Linked DNA regions of Mus musculus: region 1 is linked to region 2. A link is a contact called in public HiChIP or PLAC-seq data. All regions are on one chromosome and are shown on one strand. Each heading gives the region's core, a stretch centred on a gene start, on an enhancer-like site or on the middle of the called end of the contact. The rest is flanking DNA. Distances are from core to core; before and after follow the strand shown. Region 1 overlaps Ptprg (protein tyrosine phosphatase, receptor type, G). Region 2 has its middle 240 kb from the start of Mir5124b.

The links. HiChIP or PLAC-seq counts read pairs in DNA pulled down with a chosen protein or histone mark.
Region 1: a contact with region 2 is called in an H3K27ac HiChIP or PLAC-seq map of embryonic stem cells, with 5 times the contacts expected there. The contact joins two enhancer-like sites. A contact is called at or near these places in 1 of 115 datasets of contacts at active chromatin or transcription factors (embryonic stem cells) and 1 of 9 other capture datasets (embryonic stem cells).

Annotation. Positions count from the first base shown.
Region 1 is chr14:12,110,426-12,115,278 of GRCm38.p6, forward strand. The region is part of intron 7 of Ptprg (protein tyrosine phosphatase, receptor type, G); the gene reads left to right. Among named protein-coding and RNA genes, the nearest start is that of 3830406C13Rik, 170 kb to the right of the region's middle. Within about 2 kb of position 3,311, at least 27 of the 459 cell types and tissues checked have an H3K27ac peak or open chromatin away from gene starts, as enhancers often do. A contact at or near this core is called in embryonic stem cells, where this site is marked.
Region 2 is chr14:11,038,750-11,043,278 of GRCm38.p6, forward strand. It overlaps a transcript of Fhit not described here. Among named protein-coding and RNA genes, the nearest start is that of Mir5124b, 240 kb to the right of the region's middle. Within about 2 kb of position 1,357, at least 11 of the 459 cell types and tissues checked have an H3K27ac peak or open chromatin away from gene starts, as enhancers often do. A contact at or near this core is called in embryonic stem cells, where this site is marked.

The DNA.
Region 1 (4,853 bases), core at 2,061-4,560, 1.1 Mb after region 2:
GGAGAGGTTTAGAGGGTCCCGCCCATCGTACTGAAGCATTGGCTGCTGATGGATTCTGGAGATAGGACAGTCAATGTATTCAGCCCTGCAAGGAGCTCAGCTCAAGAAACAGTTCCAAACCCATGGTCACAGAGAGAGTCCTGGCTAAACTCAGTGGCTTTAAAGTAAATAGGTAAAAAGAAAGGAATGTGGCAAAGGAATCTGTAGGGAGGAGAGAGAATACTAGGGATGAAAGTGATACTAGAGAGTATGCAGGGTTACAATATTCAGAATCCATATTATGCACGTATGAGCATGTCAAAGAACAAATTCTGTAAAACAATTCTATAAACAATAAGCTTTAGACTTGGAAAAAATATTTCTCAGATGAAGATTACCCAACTGAGAATTGCAGACATGAAGTGAGGTATTGCTTGGGATTTGGTCTTGAGGAAATAATAGCTAGTCCACAGTGGTAGCTTGTGTCCGAGGCATATCAGTTCCTCCTGTGTGATTCTCCAGTCATGGTCTTAGGTCAGTATTGTTTATACACTATTTTATGGTAGCAATGAAGAGAGTGTGGAATGTAGGTGCCTTCAAGGATTGATCACACATCTGGGAATCAAGCCACATGTCTATCTTCAGGATCATAGTCTGAGCACTCGGCCTACAACAGTTGAGAAAAGAGATCCGTATGCACAAAGTGGAGCAAACCACCTCCCTGCCTGGGCTTTCCAACCCCACTCCTCCTCACTGTCAGAATATCCAGACAGTCAATGGGAAGGACAGAAGTTTCCCTTTGACGCAGTTCCTGAGGGTTTAGTCCCTGCTTGTCTGGATTCACTGCTCTGGTCCTGGGAGGCAAGATGTGATGAGCTGGGAGCAGCAGGCAGCAAGAACAAGTGGGGACAGGATATCAAAGCAGTATTACTTGTGACCTCCCTGGGGCAAGCCTTAGAGAAATTGGCATCCACTTGATCCTGTCTCCCATTTCTCAGTAGTGCCACCAGCTGGGACATGGTACATGTGAGCTTTCCTGGGCACTGAATATCTAAGGCAATCAAGCTGTTTCGGAACAGGCTCCTTACATGTATCAACTGGATCAGTGATGCAAAAGCATTAAGAGATAGATGGTGCCCTAGCATGGCCCACACAGGGCATCAGGGTATGGACGGAGGCATTGGGTGCTGTACGGGGACCCGCAGTTTTCATATAAGATCACAAACCAAGTGTTTCTAACCCACTGCTGCCCTCCTTTCTTCTGACTTGGGTCTGAGATGGCCTCCTTGAAAGGTAGGATTCAGGCCAAGCAGTTAATCACAGGAAGAAACTGGTAAAACTGGAGTGGTATTGGTACCCTGGCTGAGGAGTCAGCCACTTGTGGCCTGAGGGCCCTTCAGCTGCCCCCTGAGCAGTGACAGAATAAAGGAGCACGTTTTGGAAAGTACACGTTCTTTATCAAGAGTTCAGCCTACAGACTGTAAAGGAGTTAGTGGGAAAGCCGATTGCAGCTACACCTAATGACATGAGTTCAGTCCCCAGGGTCCATGTGATGAAAGGAGAGAAGCAACTCCCACACACTGGCCACTGCCTCCACATGCACAGCCCTTCAGAGTAAACAAGTAAATGTAATCTTAAAAAAGACCTCGGCTTGCACTGGGAAAAAATAGTAAGAGGCCTTATGTGTAGGGCCAAGAGCAATGGATAAGATAGAAAGATACTAGGAAGGAGCCACTAACCAGCACTATCTGAAGTGAGGGATTCCTGTAAGGCTCTTCTGTTTATATGGCCCCTTCCCTACCCAGCCAAACTTACAGCTTTAGGAAACAGTGGGGGGGGGGGAGTTCTAGAATAGAGTAACAATACCAGTACTTAACTAAGAACATAGGTAATAAAGCTTTGATCTTGGGGGATGGTCCAGAGATTCTCCTAAGCAAGGCAGAGGGTAGAGAATAGGGAGTAGTCAGTCAGATGATGCTCTGCTTGGACATTGTCGTGGCTACAGCAAACAGAGATGACCACTTCAGTACATCCAAGCAGACAGTGTACCTGGAGAAGCAATAGTCAGGGTGTTTCAAGGTGAGGCTGTGTGAGCCTTCCTGCACTGGACTGACTTCTAACTAGACAGTGAAGCCTGGTGTTTCATCTGTCTTGCATCCAGAGGTCTCTCCAATCAGAAAGCTTCTTACATGGCTTTGGAACTGACCTTGTACTCTGGCAGAGCTCAGCTCCCTGCTTGTTTGGTCTGGTTCCATGGTCCACTATGATCGCACTAGTCCTAGTTGACCCTTGAGGTCAAGAGCTGTCAATAGCTGGCTAAAGCCAGTTCTTCTATCAAGAAAGGATTCCTGAAGATGTTTCTGAGAACTCAGCCAACCAAAGTCTGGCCTTGTGTCACATGCCCATCCTTAAACAAATCAGAGGAGATGCTGAGTAGTGCCCAAAGACATCCAGTGTTGACCTTTCTCGGGTTACATGGAGCAGGAACTGTAGAAGGAGACCAGGCAGGGCAGCCCTTTATCCTCTGGGCAAAGCTAGGTGGCATGGTGCCAGGCTATTCTGAATTTTTCTGCTGAGAGCAGTCATTTTCCTTTGAGCATGTTTTTCTTTTTAATTCACACTCTGACAGAAAAGGTAGGGCTAGCAATTTGGTTCCTGAACAGGATCTGCCAGCTGTGAGGAGAAAATGAAATAGAGACGAATTTTCTTCCTAATGGCGAAGCCAACATTGTTTTGTTTTTAAAGAAATTAGTCCAAATATTTATTTCTGTAGGGTTGAGGAAAAAGTGTAGTTGATTTTCAAAAGGGTTCTTTTTTTTTACTTAAGATAAATGCTTCTGTCTTCAAATATTTAAATGCTTGAGCTATTGAAATTAAGATTTGCCCACTTTTTTTTTTCTTCTTCTTCTTGTAGTGAGGGGTGGACGTTGGCGAGCTCAGGGATTTGAAGGCCATCAACATACTGTGTTGTTTTGGCAGCTACAGCTATCTAATAGACTCCAATAAAACACACACTTTCGAGGAGTGGATGTCTGCAGAAGTGTTTGTGGATTCCAAGCATTTTGACATTTGGAAACTGGAGCTTTTAGAAAGTGCTTTGTCATGCCTTTGTGCTTGTCAGCGCTCTAGAGCAAGGACACAAGGAGAAGAATGCAGGTGTTTGCCTTCCCTGGAAGGGACCAAACAGAGAAAAAGAACCCCGACTTGCTTTCTAATTCATTACAAGCTGCCTGCAGAGGGCTGCACTTTTATCAGACCCTGCACCCTACATTGCTGTTTATTCCCAGGGAAGGGACAGGTTCCTGTTTCTGTGGCTTCACTGGCTCCTTGCTAGCCATCGTACAGAGGCCGCAGTTGCATCACACACACACCCCGCCACACACAGACACCACACCCCAGGAGAAAAGTGTCCATCTATGTATTAATGCTTCAAAACTTCAGATTCCAGTGTTCTTTCTGAAGCTAGCAGAGAGCACTGATTTCAGGGGCACAAGGGCCAATTTGGAAAAGCTGAGTGGTTAGGAATTCCACAACTGCCTCTGTCAGAAAAAAAACAGCCCAGTATTTCAGGTCCTGGTCCGCTGTTTCTCAGAAGCCTCCCTCTCTTATCTTTTCTCTCATCAGTAAGGGCAAGCAGTGAGCAAGTGAGGTCTCTGTAAGTTGTGCCGATCAACCCAGTCGTCGGAGCTGGGGAGATGGATTTCCTTAAAGGCTTTCAGGGCACACAAGCAGGTTCTTAACTTGCCTCTTTTACTCTTCCCTGTGAACCTACACTGGCATTCTAACCAGCTCTTAGCCAGTGACCTTGGCCTCTCTCTTGTATGATAATGTAGATTCAAATGTGTTCAGTTTGGGTGGAGTCTAGACACCTGGGCTGACCAGTAGTCAGTATAGGTTATGAGACTCCAGTCGACATCCATCGTAAATACTAGGCAAAGCCATGGGCCTGGGAAGAAATGTGATTCAACAGTAAAAACACTCGCTGCACAAGCATGAGAATCAAAGTTTGCATCTCTGGAAACAAAAATACTGAGTGAGTGCAGTGGCCCGCTTGTAATTAGCAACCATGTAAGGCTGGAACAGGCCGTCCTCAGGCAAGCTGGTCCTCAAAACTAGCTATACTTGGGGTTTGACTGAGGGAGATTGTCCTGGTGAGTATGATGCAAAGAGATAGAGAATGATCAATGCCTGACATCAGCCTCAGATTCCCCAGTGAGTGGGTATGCACACACGCACACACACACACACACACACACACACACACACATCAGGGGATAAGAGGAGAGAAAATGGGAAATAAAATGCTGCCATCTCCTTATCATCCATACAGAATTGCAGCCTGGGTCTGGCAGTACCAAGGAATGGAAGTAGTGCCTGGAGTCAGGTGTCTGCAGTCTTTCCTTAAGCGTCCATACATATGTATATCTTGTTCAGCACTTTCTCTGGAGCTGAGTCCAGAAGGCATTATTCTAATGTGGATTCAGTTCATCCTGCAGGAGAATTTTACAAACGCTGCTTCTTTGCCCATTGTCACCACTGGAGTGGATCCTCCTATCCATTAAAATGCGGCATTACCTATGGTTTTTCTCCAGCATGATCTTGTCTTAATAGTTAAATTTTATATGTGTGGGTATTTTGCCTACACATATGTCTCTGTACTAGACGAACAGGATTCCTAGTACCTGGGAAAACCAGAAGATGGCAATGAATCTCCTCGAACTGGAGTTACAGACTAGAATGAGACACTGGGTGTGCTCGGAATTGAACTCAGGACCTCTGTAAGGGTGATGAGTGCTCTTAACCACTGAGCCATCCCTCCAGCCCTTTACCATGAGTATAATTTTTGGGTGTATGCTCTCCACTATGCAGCAATA
Region 2 (4,529 bases), core at 107-2,606:
ATGCCCCAGAACAAGCCCTCTCTGTTATTCAAAGTGATGCCACTCACACAGTATCCCATTGATTCCCAAACTGTGACCACTGGGCCAGCAACATCAGCATCAGTAGCACAGACACACGGATGTTAGGGCCTATGCCAAGCCTAGCGAAGCAGAGATTCTACAGATGGAGTGAAAGGACCTGTTCTCATGTTTCTGGAGGTGATCCTAATATAAGTGTGAAAACCACAGGCTCTTCAAAGTTATATGCAGAGCCTTTGGCTCTATAGAAGCAGTAGTGTGCTGGCTGCCTTCACCTTTATTCCTGGTCCCACTCATAACAATTCCTCTGAGGCAGGTTCCCTGTTGTCTCAGCTCACAGGCCATGAGGGAAGCCCTGGATCATTATACACTTATTTATGTTTCATGGTGTACCACAGTCTAACCTCTGTTGGGTCTCTTATCTGCAGAGAAAGAGTTTCTGGTTGCAGGCAAGCAAGGGTCAGTGAGAATTGATAGACAGATGCGGACAAGAGAGAGAGAGAGAGAGAGAGAGAGAGAGACAGAGAGAGAGAGAGAGAGCTGAATCTGAATGTATTTTGTCCAAATGAACTCCAGACTTTTAATACAGAAGAAAAACAAGAAAACCAGACCAACATATCCACTAAGTTACATTGACACAAAGCAAAAAGAATGCATACATAAAAAGATGGCAGGAGCCAGGCCACATTTATCACTAAGAATAGAAACAACCCTTAATTTAAAAGATCAGATAAACACAGGAGCCAGGTGAATGCTCTGATGCAATGCTAGTCTATTGTTAAACCCACCACCAGGGGTTCTTTAGTAAATACCACATTATGCTATTCCTCTGGGCCTAGTGAAGAAACCTGCACCAGAGGAATTCCCTTCCACTAGCCCTTTCCACAATCCACCTGTTTCCTAGGCCATTATGTATTCCTTTGTTTGGGGGTGACTCGGTTAATTGTCCTAAGTGATTACTTTGCAGACTAGCCTTGAGCTTTTCTAGCTCTGTTCTTTGTAATGCCTAATTAGTTTCATTGTCTCTACTAGAAGTAAATTTGAATGTTACTGAATAGGTAGCATTCTTACTAAATTCCAAGCTCCAGGTCGGCTTCAAGGATTTTCTAGGAACCATTGGAACACTGGTGGAGGCTTAGCTATATGTCAAAAATCAATCCTTAAAGGCACTTATAACAAAACAATACTGAAAGAGAGCACATGGATCCATACACCAGACTAATGCAGGGACAGAGTTTGAGTATACGGGCTATTGGAATGCCAAGGTTCCAGGAGGCATAGTTTCCTTGAAACTCTTTGCCTCGGGACTGCTTTCAGGCTTTCGGTCTGTTAAGCAGACTTCACTCGAGTGGGTGTAGCAATGGCGGTAGTCTCTCTGTCTAAACAGTAAACTCCAGGTGGACCACTATACTTGAGGGCACAGCTCATAATTTGCCGTAGAGCAAGCACTCAAGAAGTAGTTATTGAATGAGTAAATCATTAAAATCCATATTGTTGCAAGAGTTGAATGTGGCATTTATGGTATACATGAGTCTCACAGCTACATCTTCACTTCATCTTTGGTCAAATATTTATCAGACATTGACTTCAGCCAAACACTATTGTAAGCAGTGGGAGCCAGCAGTGATCAAGACAGAAAACAAAAACAAAGGCTTATCTTCACATCTTCTGTGACTTCTCTTTAATTGAGGAAGATACACAATAAAATAAAATTAACTAGCGAAATATTCAGCATGTGAGAGGATGATGGGTGCTGTGGCAAGCAGCAGAGTCAGGGAATGGGTGAGGTGTGGGGAGACAGGAGGGAGCAAGCTCAGCGAACTCACATGGTGCATCAGCTGGCTCTCTGGTAAAAGATCTGAGGACCTTGAAGGAAAAAACTCTCCTCCAAGTTCCTGGGAACAAGGTTTCTGAACTAAGAGAAACAAAGGGAAAAGCATGAAAAGGGGACAGATAGCAGCGGTAGGCCTGGAAGCAACTAGCCAACACAGAGTAGGTGAAGGCAGAGCCCTGGACTGGGTGGCAGTGGGGGTGACATGGAGCCCTGATGGAGTCTCTACTGGGGTTCCTTCTCAGGGGTAAATGAGGGGCCTTGGCTTGTGCGTAGACAACTAACTGAGGCCAGCAAGACAGAAGCAGGCAGTCCAAACACAGCCCTCTACAGTGGTGTAATGACAGACATTGGAGACATAGCCTCAAATCACATGGGAAACAGTGTGCCATGTCAGTCAAGACCCTGCCTGACATCAAGCAGGATATTTTGTTTTTCTACTTAACTGAGATATGATCCAATATAACTGCCTCAGAAAAAGTTGACATAGAAGCTAAAATAAGTACCTCAACCTTCTACATGGCAATAAATAGATAGATAAGTAAATAAGTAAATAAATACTATGAAAAAGTTAATAAATAAAATACCATGAAGGGTATAAATAAATAAATAAATAAATAAAATCACCATGAAGGGTAAAAATTCTCACTGCTCAAGCCTGATGACTTCAAGTTGTATCCCTGAAACCCACTTAAAAGCCAGCTACAGTGGCAGCAGTGCGTCTTAAGGGGGATGGAGGTGAAGACAGGAGAATGTCTACAAGTCCACAGCTAGCTACACTAGTACAACAGCTAAGAGAGCATAACTCAAAGAGGCTGAAAGGCAAAGACCAACCCCAAAACTTGTCTTCTGACCTCCACACATGTGCTGAGGTATGATGCACCCATACCTACAGACATGAACAGGCACAAAAATATAGGAATACATACACCAAAATAATCAATTAATATACACATAAAATCGTTTTTGGAATAATCACAATAAACAAGGGATTGGTTATTTGTAAATGAAGACCCTAAGTGTTCAGTGAGATTTTTTAAAGAAGACCTCTTTAGGAGCTAAAGGGGGGTGGGGATGGGGTGACTGTGAGCGCAGGCTGCTCTTTGAGAAGACTGGGCTTTGTTACCAGCACACAGCAGCTCACAGTCCAGGGAATCTGATACGCTCTTCTGGTTTCTGCACTTACTGAATGTACATGGTATGCAGACTGACACATACCTAAAATACCAATACACATACAAATAAATGAATACATTTTAAAATTAATTTTAAAAAATATCTCTTTATATTTTCAGCTTTGCCCAACACATAGCAGGTGATCTAAAAGGCTGTGGTCTGATGATTGTAAAAAGCGCTCGGTTTTGTTCCCATTTATAAGAAAGGGTAGAGTGTCCACACTTTGGTCTTCGTTCTTCTTGAATTTCATGCGTTTGGCAAGTTGTATCTTATATCTTCGGTTTCCTAAGTTTCTGGGCTAATATCCACTTATCAGTGAGTACATATTGTGCGAGTTCCTTTGTGATTGGGTTACTTCACTCAGGATGATACCCTCCAGGTCCATCCATTTGCCTAGGAATTTCATAAATTCATTTTTTAATAGCTGAGTAGTATTCCATTGTGTAAATGTACCACATTTTGTGTATCCATTCCTCTTTTGAGGGGCATCTGGGTTCTTTCCAGCTTCTGGCTACTATAAACAAGGCTGCTATGAACATAGTGGAGCATGTGTCCTTCTTACCGGTTGGGGCATCTTCTGGATATATGCCCAGGAGAGGTATTGCGGGATCCTCCGGTAGTACTATGTCCAACTTTCTGAGGAACCTCCAGACTGATTTCCAGAGTGGTTGTACAAGCTTGCAATCCCACCAACAATGGAGGAGTGTTTCCCTTTCTCCACATCCTCGCCAGCATCTGCTGTCACCTGAGTTTTTGATCTTAGCCATTCTGACTGGAGTGAAGTGGAATCTCAGTGTTGTTTTGATTTGCATTTCCCTGATGATTAAGGATGTTGAACATTTTTTCAGGTGCTTCTCTGCCATTCGGTATTCCTCAGGTGAGAATTCTTTGTTCAGCTCTGAGCCCCATTTTTTAATGGGGTTATTTGATTTTCTGGAGTCCACCTTCCTGAGTTCTCTATATATATTGGATATTAGTCCCCTATCCGATTTGGGATAGGTAAAGATCCTTTCCCAAGATGGACCATCTAGTGATTGCCATATGCAGGGATCCATCCCATAATCAGCTTCCAAATGCTGACACCATTGCATACACTAGCAAGATTTTACTGAAAGGACCCAGATATAGCTCTCTCTTATGAGACTATGCTGGGGCCTAGCAAACACAGAAGTGGATGATCACAGTCAGCTATTGGATGGGTCACACGGCCCCCAATGGAGGAGCTAGAGAAATTACCCAAGGAGCTAAAGGGAACTGCAACCCTATAGGTGGAACAACAATATGAACTAACCAGTACCCCGGAGCTCTTGATTCTAGCTGCATATGTATCAAAAGATGGCCTAGTTGGCCATCACTGCAAAGAGAGGCCCATTGGACTTGCAAACTTTATATGCCCCAGTACAGGGGAACACCAGGGCCAAAAAGGGGGAGTGGGTGTGTAGGGGATTGGGGGGGTGGGTATGGGGGACCTTTGGGATAGCATTGAAAATGTAAAGGAGGAAAA